Linked DNA regions of Rattus norvegicus: region 1 is linked to region 2. Evidence: chromatin contacts called from public Hi-C data. All regions are on one chromosome and are shown on one strand. The core of a region is the stretch at or near the end of the contact, and the rest is flanking DNA. Distances in the headings are between cores, read along the strand shown. Region 1 overlaps Fhad1 (forkhead associated phosphopeptide binding domain 1). Region 2 overlaps Efhd2 (EF-hand domain family, member D2).

Region 1 (3,418 bases), core at 405-2,904, 89 kb before region 2:
AACTCAGGACCTCAGGAAGAGCAGTCGGTGCTCTTAACCACTGAGCCATCTCTCCAGCCCTCTGGATCATATTTTGACTGTGCATTGATCTCTCCATTGACTGACCTCCCTAGCATTCTATAGACTATTGTTTTCCCTGTAAGTCTATTACGTAATTACTATTACTACCCGGTTGGTTATTATGTAGCCAGCCTCCCTGCCGTTTGTTGAGGTTTCCTTTCCCTTTGACTCACAGTTTCTTTCATTAAGACTGGAGCCTGGGGTCTGGGGATTTAGCTCAGTGGTAGAGCGCTTACCTAGGAAGCGCAAGGCCCTGGGTTCGGTCCCCAGCTCTGAAAAAAAAAAAAAAAAAAAAAAAAGACTGGAGCCTGGGCTATGTACTGAAGGCAGAGAGAAGCTGCTGGAGGCCCGTGACTGAGGCAATGACTGCACTGGGTTGGTGGCCAGTTCTGAATGTGGAGATCAGAGCTGACTATGGCATTGCAACAGTCATTGCTGTCTGTTCTCTCAGCCCACTGGACCTGGAAGCTGTTGTACCCATTTGACAGATGAGGACGCAAAGGTTGAGGGAGCATCTCGGAGCAGAATAGTTTGTGTGAAAGCATACGCTCAGAGAGGGGTAAAAACCATGCCAGAAGCCTCATTTACGGGACTCATCATTGCGGGCGACACCGCCTCTAGTCACACGTGACTAGAAATGGAAACTGAAATTAAATTCATTTTAAAATTCAAATCCTCCATAGTCATATTTAAAAATAAAATGGTATTTTTAAATTCAATTGAAAGCCCACCCCCTCCACTGAGCCAGGGTGTGAATTTAAAACTGGGTGTCCCTAAGCACTTTGGTCATCTAGGGCTTATGGGAGGAAGCTGATTCAGACGCCCTTGCTCATGTCTGGGTGGGTCCCAGCAGCACCGTCAAGAATGCTCTAGAAGGAAATAAATTGGAGGAGAGGAGAGCAAAGGTCATCAGTGCCCAGCCCGAGGTCGTATACAGGATGGGGACCTAATAAACCTCTGAGGACTAAATCCACTCCTAAGTATCTCTTCTGTGTGGCAGCAATGGAGGGACAGGGCAGGCAGGACACTTAAGGGCCAGGGCGGGGCTGGGCTGTGACTGAGGCTGGTTCTGCGGCTTTGAGCTGGGAAGAAGGGAGGAGAACACTAAGTTGGGGATACAGAGCAGGTCCAAGGCCAGGCACTGAATTCCAGCCTCCTTAATTAGAGCTGGGAGGACCTGCAGGACAAGCATTGAGGACCAAAGCTGTGAGCAGGCTTCTCAGGCAGCCTGAGTCTGAGAGGCTCTTCGCTGCCCCACGGGGCTCTGGAGAAAGTGCTGGAGTGTACATTTGGGGTGCACCCCTCTCCAGACCCCAATAAGAGGCTTGCGAGGCTGCTTCAGCATGAAACCCCTTCCTTTAAAGACATACCCCTACCTCTAATACAGGGCTAGAGCCGTGGTCCCCAGGGAAGTGGGACAGACAAGTCAGGAAGAGGAAGGGACAGATGTGGGAGGGAGCAGAGGGGTAATGAGGAGTGAGTGTGTTCTAAATGCATTATAATCACGGATGAACAGGCCCTCCAGAAGCCCTTTCTGTCTCACATCTACTGATTTGGAAAAAGTGGTGGTGAATAGGGATGCAGTGCATCTGATGGCCAGCAGAGGGTAGCATTGAGCACTTTTGAGGGAGTAAGTAGCCACGCCCCAGACCCCCATCCCTTTTGAATTCCTTCCGCAAGTTCCATCTCTTTCAAAGTGTTGCTTGGCTGACCTCCCCGAGTGGTCCCCACTGATGACTTATTCAGAACAGCCTTCCTAATAACAACATTTACGAAGCCCCCTGCGGACTCAAAGTATGAGAATAGTGGTCGGTGGTTTATCTTGCAGTTTTACAAGTAACAGCCAACAGTAACGCACCCAGAGCAGTTATAAAATCTCATCACTACTCCAAACACTCTTAACCCCACGGTAACTCAAGACAGTCCTAGTCCCCCCACCCCCACCCCCGTGAAACACCGAGTCACAGACCAACAAAACAACCCCCTGAAGTCACATGACCTAGTAGGGACTGCCCTCAGATTCAGGCTTGGGGTAGGTCTAACTCAGCCCAGCCCAGGGAGTAAAGAAAGCCTGGTGCTTGGCCCCGGGGGGGGGTGGGGGGGGCGGCGAAGCCTCATTAGAGGGCTTCCTCACCAGACTCCCTGTAGACCCCTGCTCCGTGTGGGCTGCCCTGGGACACCCCCTACCTCCAGCCATTGGATCTCACAGAGGGCTCTCCCCGAGGCTGCCTCACGGCCACTTTAGCAGCAGCTAGCACATGCTCTGATCATCCTTTCAGGTTGAAGAGAAGCTTCAGGAAGATTCCAGAAGGAAATTGCTTCAGCTGCAAGAAATGGGGAACAGAGAGAACCTCATTAAAATGAATTTGGAAAGGGCAGTAGGCCAGGTAGGAGCGTTCCGCAGCCCCCCTTGCTGGACCACGTTCCCTGGGGATCTCCTACACCCAGGCAGCCAATTCCGGTGTCAGAGCGGGGTGGGGCGGAACAGGGTGTGATGCATTTATCCTGGTCTTTTCTTGGTGGTCATAAGGACATGCCTCTTCTTTAAATAAGAAAGCCGGGTTGGGGATTTAGCTCAGTGGTAGAGAACTTGCCTAGCAAGTGCAAGGCCCTGGGTTCGGTCCCCAGCTCCGGGAAAAAAAAAAGAAAGAAAGAAAGCCCTGAGTATATAAAGTCCATGCTAGACAGAGGTGATCCTGGTCAGGGTAGAGAGAGAGTCCTCGCCTGGCTGGGCAGGAGGGGAGAGCCAATGAAAAGCCAAGAGCAGAGGCCTAAGCAACCCAGGACATCCACTTTAGGTTGGGAATCTCTGCCAACCCCCCACCTGGTGGTGCTCAAGGCACACTTTGTATTCTGAGATGCTTCTGTGTCTGGGAGGGGCATCTACTCTACTGTAGCAGGGTCTCAGAAGGGCGGTTAGTCACCTCAAAAAAATACTAAAAACCATAATTCCATCTTGTCCTGCATCAAAGCCACACAATTTCTATTTCTATGGCAATCCAAGCCCTAACCAGGTTGTGTAATCAGGCTTGGTCCCCACACTCGGGACATGTGAGGTAGACTCAATCAAATGGTGATCATCAGACAGACTTTAAAGCTTGTCATCAAATAACCCATCACACTGTGATTTCTCTAGTAGGTCCTCAGTCCCTTGTCTGTCACATGGTCCCTGTGCTGCCCCCTCATCTCCTTTGCTGCCTGGTAGCACCCCCCGCCCACCAGTACACCTGAACTGAGTGTTCCATGCTTCTTGTCCAGAGACCTCCATTTCAGTTCCAAGCTCGGTCACCTAAAGGATCATGAGACAGCTCTATGCATAGACTCCAGGGGGAGGGAATCAGCCCTCCTCCTGCCTCCC
Region 2 (3,525 bases), core at 644-3,143:
CCTTCTTGCAAAGCGGAAGTCCAGCTTTGCAAAAACAGAGCAGGCTGCAGGGCCAGGCAGGTGTGGCTAGCTGGGCCCAGCCTGGCTGTGCTGAGCAGGAAGTCCTTTTTAGGACTCAGCCGTTTGACGGATGAATGAGGCCTCAGTTGACCCACTGGGTAGCAGGATCTTGACTCTCTTCTTCTTCTTCTTCTTACTACTACTACTACTACTACTACTACTACTATTACTACTTATTGTTATTGTTGTTATTATTATTATTATTATTATTATTGGTGTTTTGCCTTTGGAGGATATTGCATTCCCCAAACTGGAGTTATACACAGTGGAAGTTTCCATATGGGTGCTGGGAATTGAACCCAGGTCCTCTGCGAGAACAGCAAGTGCTCTTAACCACACTGAGCCATCTCTCCAGTCCTGCTGGCTCCCTTCCTGATACTACCGGCCATTTCACAGGTAGGGAGGCTGAGTCTCAGATGATTAGGGTCCACAGCTAGTGAGAGGCAGAGGCAGTCTCTTCATTGGGGGTCTATCTCCCTACCCTGATTTCTCCCTCACGTGGTCCACAGGCCTTCATGTCTCACTCGTAACCTGGAGCTATCAGAAAATGCATCTCCCCAAGTGCTTCCCAATTCTGGTGGCACTGGCCTGTCATCCCAGCTGCTCAGGCGCCTGAGGCAGGGGGATAGAAAAACTCAAGGCCAGCCTGTGCTGCAAAGTAGGTTCGAGACCAGCCTGGGCCACTCTGCAAGACCTCAGCATGCATGGGACCCTGGGGTTAATCCCCAGCATCACAGAAAGAGACCAAGAAAGAGAAAGTACAAGGCCAGTCTGTCTACTTCCATTTCCCTTCCTGGTGACGGCGGGCAGGTGACTTTGTCTGTGTGATCTCTTCAGGAGTACTGTGAATGGAGTCAAGAGTGGGTAACAACATTGGGTTATATTCATAGTCGGTATCATAAGTGATTATTAAAGGTGGGCGGAGAATAGAGCGACGGCAAGACGCTCCCACATCGCCACCTTGGCTCAGCCCGTGGGTGGTGTCAAACTTGAGGTTAAGACAACCCTGAGTCTTGGCAGCTCTCTGGCAAGTAGCTCTCAGCTTGTAGGCTCTCACTGGACCTTCTGGAAAACAGGAGAGGAGGGCCTGTGAGCACTGCACACTACTTGGTCCCTAAACCCCTGATATTCATGGTAATAAGAGAGCACGGAGACTGGGGGCCGGAGACTGGGGGGCTGCTGAGACCAGCGTCCCTTCAGCAGTCGATCCTCCTGTGGCCATTTGGAAGCAGCAACACAGGCCTGGGCTGGGTGCCAGAAGGGACAGAATGTGGTTAGTTCCCTGTACCCCTTTGCTGGGGCAACAGCTGTGATAATGGCTTCGCTTCAGCCAGCACAGCAGGGCTGGGGCTGGGGGAGCGAGGGCTGCCTACCTGAGGGAACAGTGAGCCCTCTGTCCTCAGAGGAATTCAAGGCACCAAGCAGGGAAAAACCACATTGGGAGTTTGGCCCTTACGGCCGGCCGGGCTGGCTGAAGTGACCTCCACTCACTACCCTTTCTATCCCTGGGACTCTCCAACCCAGCGTCTGGAGGCAGCCGGATATAGTGTGGTTTTGTTTTGTTTTGTTTTATCACAGTTGGACCCCACCTGCACCCATGCTGACCTTGGCCAGTGCACTTTCTTTCTGCCTGAGCCTCCTCGAAAAGGATGTCTGGAGGGAGAATGCCACCCTTGTGACTCGGGGTTATCAGGACGGAGGGCGAGGACAGACAGAGATGGGGGAGAGCGGCTGAATAAGATCGCATTCAGACCTAAAGACAGGGTCAGCCTGGGTGGCAGCTGGAGGGAGGGTGGATGGGAGGGATCTTTTTTGTCACATCCAGGGCAGCAGCTGCTGAGCCCTCCCCTGGTGTGAACTATGCATGGGGAGGGAGGCTGGAATGTGGGCTGGGTGCCAGGCAGCCACAACGTCGTTGCCGTCGTTGCCGTCCTGTCCCTCGGATGTTGAGAAAAGGTGCTGAGCTCCAAAGCCTGAGTTTTGTTATCAGAGCTTGGTGACATTGGCTTTCCTGAACCAGGCCCAAGAGCCCCCAAGGGGAGCATCAGGCCCAGCCCCAGAGGCCTATGAGGAAGTGGGAGTCAGAGGGAGGAGTCCAGCTAGTAATATCCCACCTGCTGTGTGGAATTATCATTCCCCTGCCCTGGGCCCCAATTTTCCTCCATAAGCTGGTGGGCCAGGCTAGGTGGATGAACCCTGAGGGCCAACCTTTCCTTCCTGTATCCTCGGAGCCTCCTGGAGCCTCATTTCCAGCTCAGAAAGAAAGGCAGCAGGATGAGAGGGCCTCCCCAGCCTCGCCTCTCTCATGAGAACACCATCATTTCCCACAGTTGTTCACTTGCTTGGAGGTGTGGGGACAGTCTCCACTGTTACCCCCTTACAGGGAGGAAAGCAGGGCGACCAGGGGCTACCTGCTTAAGGCTCCAGTCCCCTACAGTTTAGCCAGACCCCCTAAGGTGCTGGATCTTTAAGTCAAGCCTAGAAGGGGGAGAGAATGCTAAGCCCCTTGGCCATCTATCCAGTCTGACTTCCTACCCCTCAGGTCACTCCACTCCTCCCAATTCTGTAGGGAGCTAGGCCTAGACCCCTTGGAGAAGCCAGCATGGGTTTGTTTGTACGACCGCCTTACCTAGACTCGAAAACTTTTTTTTTTCTTTTTTTCGGAGCTGGGGACCGAACCCAGGGCCTTGCGTTTGCTAGGCAAGCGCTCTACCACTGAGCTAAATCCCCAACCCGACTCGAAAACTCTTATGCAAACCTAGCTGACCTCAAACTCACTGCAATCCTCCTGCCTTAATCTTCCAGGTGCTGAGATTATTGACAAGGGTCATCACACCCAGCTCCAGCGTAGCGGGGACTTTTGTCCTGTTTTTCTCTTATAATTTAGTGTTCTGTGTCCGTGTGCGCACCTGACTGTGTCCGTGCATTATGTGATGCAGTACCGGGGATGGCCAGAAGAGGGCGACAGACGCTGTGGCGCTGGCGTTACAGGTGCTTGTGAACAAGCTGGGTGGCCCGGGTGCTGAAACCCGGTCCTCATGATTGAGCAGCAGTGCTTTGGGCCTCCAGGGTGGTTTTTATTAACCCAACGTCACTGCCGTTTTCATAGTAAGGATGTGAAATGCTCAGTGTAGCATCTGGTGTATGATCTTGATGGCAATGGCCGGTTTTAAGGTATTAAGCTCCTACTGTGTGTCTGGCCCTGTGCTGAGAGCCAACTTGAATCATCTCGCAATCCTTGCCTCACTTTCAGAGTGGGCTCTTTAATCTGCGTGGTAGACATGGTGAAAGTGGGGTTCTTGGGGTCAGGTGACCCCAGCAGGGCCACCCAACCAACAGAGGCAGGGTTGGGTTTTGAATACAGGGTGAGTATGCAGTCGACTTTTCTCTCAGGTCAGTCCTGTGAACTAGTCACCCATGTACACCTTTAGGGCCTTTGGGGAATGGTCACCTCCCCCAGGGTCA

The links. Hi-C and Micro-C count contacts between places; a contact is called where the count stands out from the background.
Region 1: a Hi-C map of the A7r5 cell line shows a contact between it and region 2, with 3 times the contacts expected there. The contact joins two enhancer-like sites. A contact is called at or near these places in 12 of 12 Hi-C or Micro-C datasets (the A7r5 cell line, the Rat2 cell line, Schwann cells and 7 more) and 1 of 1 datasets of contacts at active chromatin or transcription factors (oligodendrocytes).

The regions. Positions count from the first base shown.
Region 1 is chr5:159,539,782-159,543,199 of GRCr8, reverse strand. Fhad1 (forkhead associated phosphopeptide binding domain 1) reads left to right here. Exons shown (of 33, transcript NM_001044268.2): 11 at 2,340-2,447. Among named protein-coding and RNA genes, the nearest start is that of Fhad1, 52 kb to the left of the region's middle. Within about 2 kb of position 1,654, at least 10 of the 93 cell types and tissues checked have an H3K27ac peak or open chromatin away from gene starts, as enhancers often do. A contact at or near this core is called in the A7r5 cell line, where this site is marked.
Region 2 is chr5:159,451,364-159,454,888 of GRCr8, reverse strand. The region is part of intron 1 of Efhd2 (EF-hand domain family, member D2); the gene reads left to right. It overlaps LOC120103027 (a long non-coding RNA gene), which reads left to right. Exons shown (of 2, transcript XR_005505082.2): 1 at 1-456; 2 at 570-2,702. Among named protein-coding and RNA genes, the nearest start is that of Efhd2, 6.9 kb to the left of the region's middle. Within about 2 kb of position 1,893, at least 34 of the 93 cell types and tissues checked have an H3K27ac peak or open chromatin away from gene starts, as enhancers often do. A contact at or near this core is called in the A7r5 cell line, where this site is marked.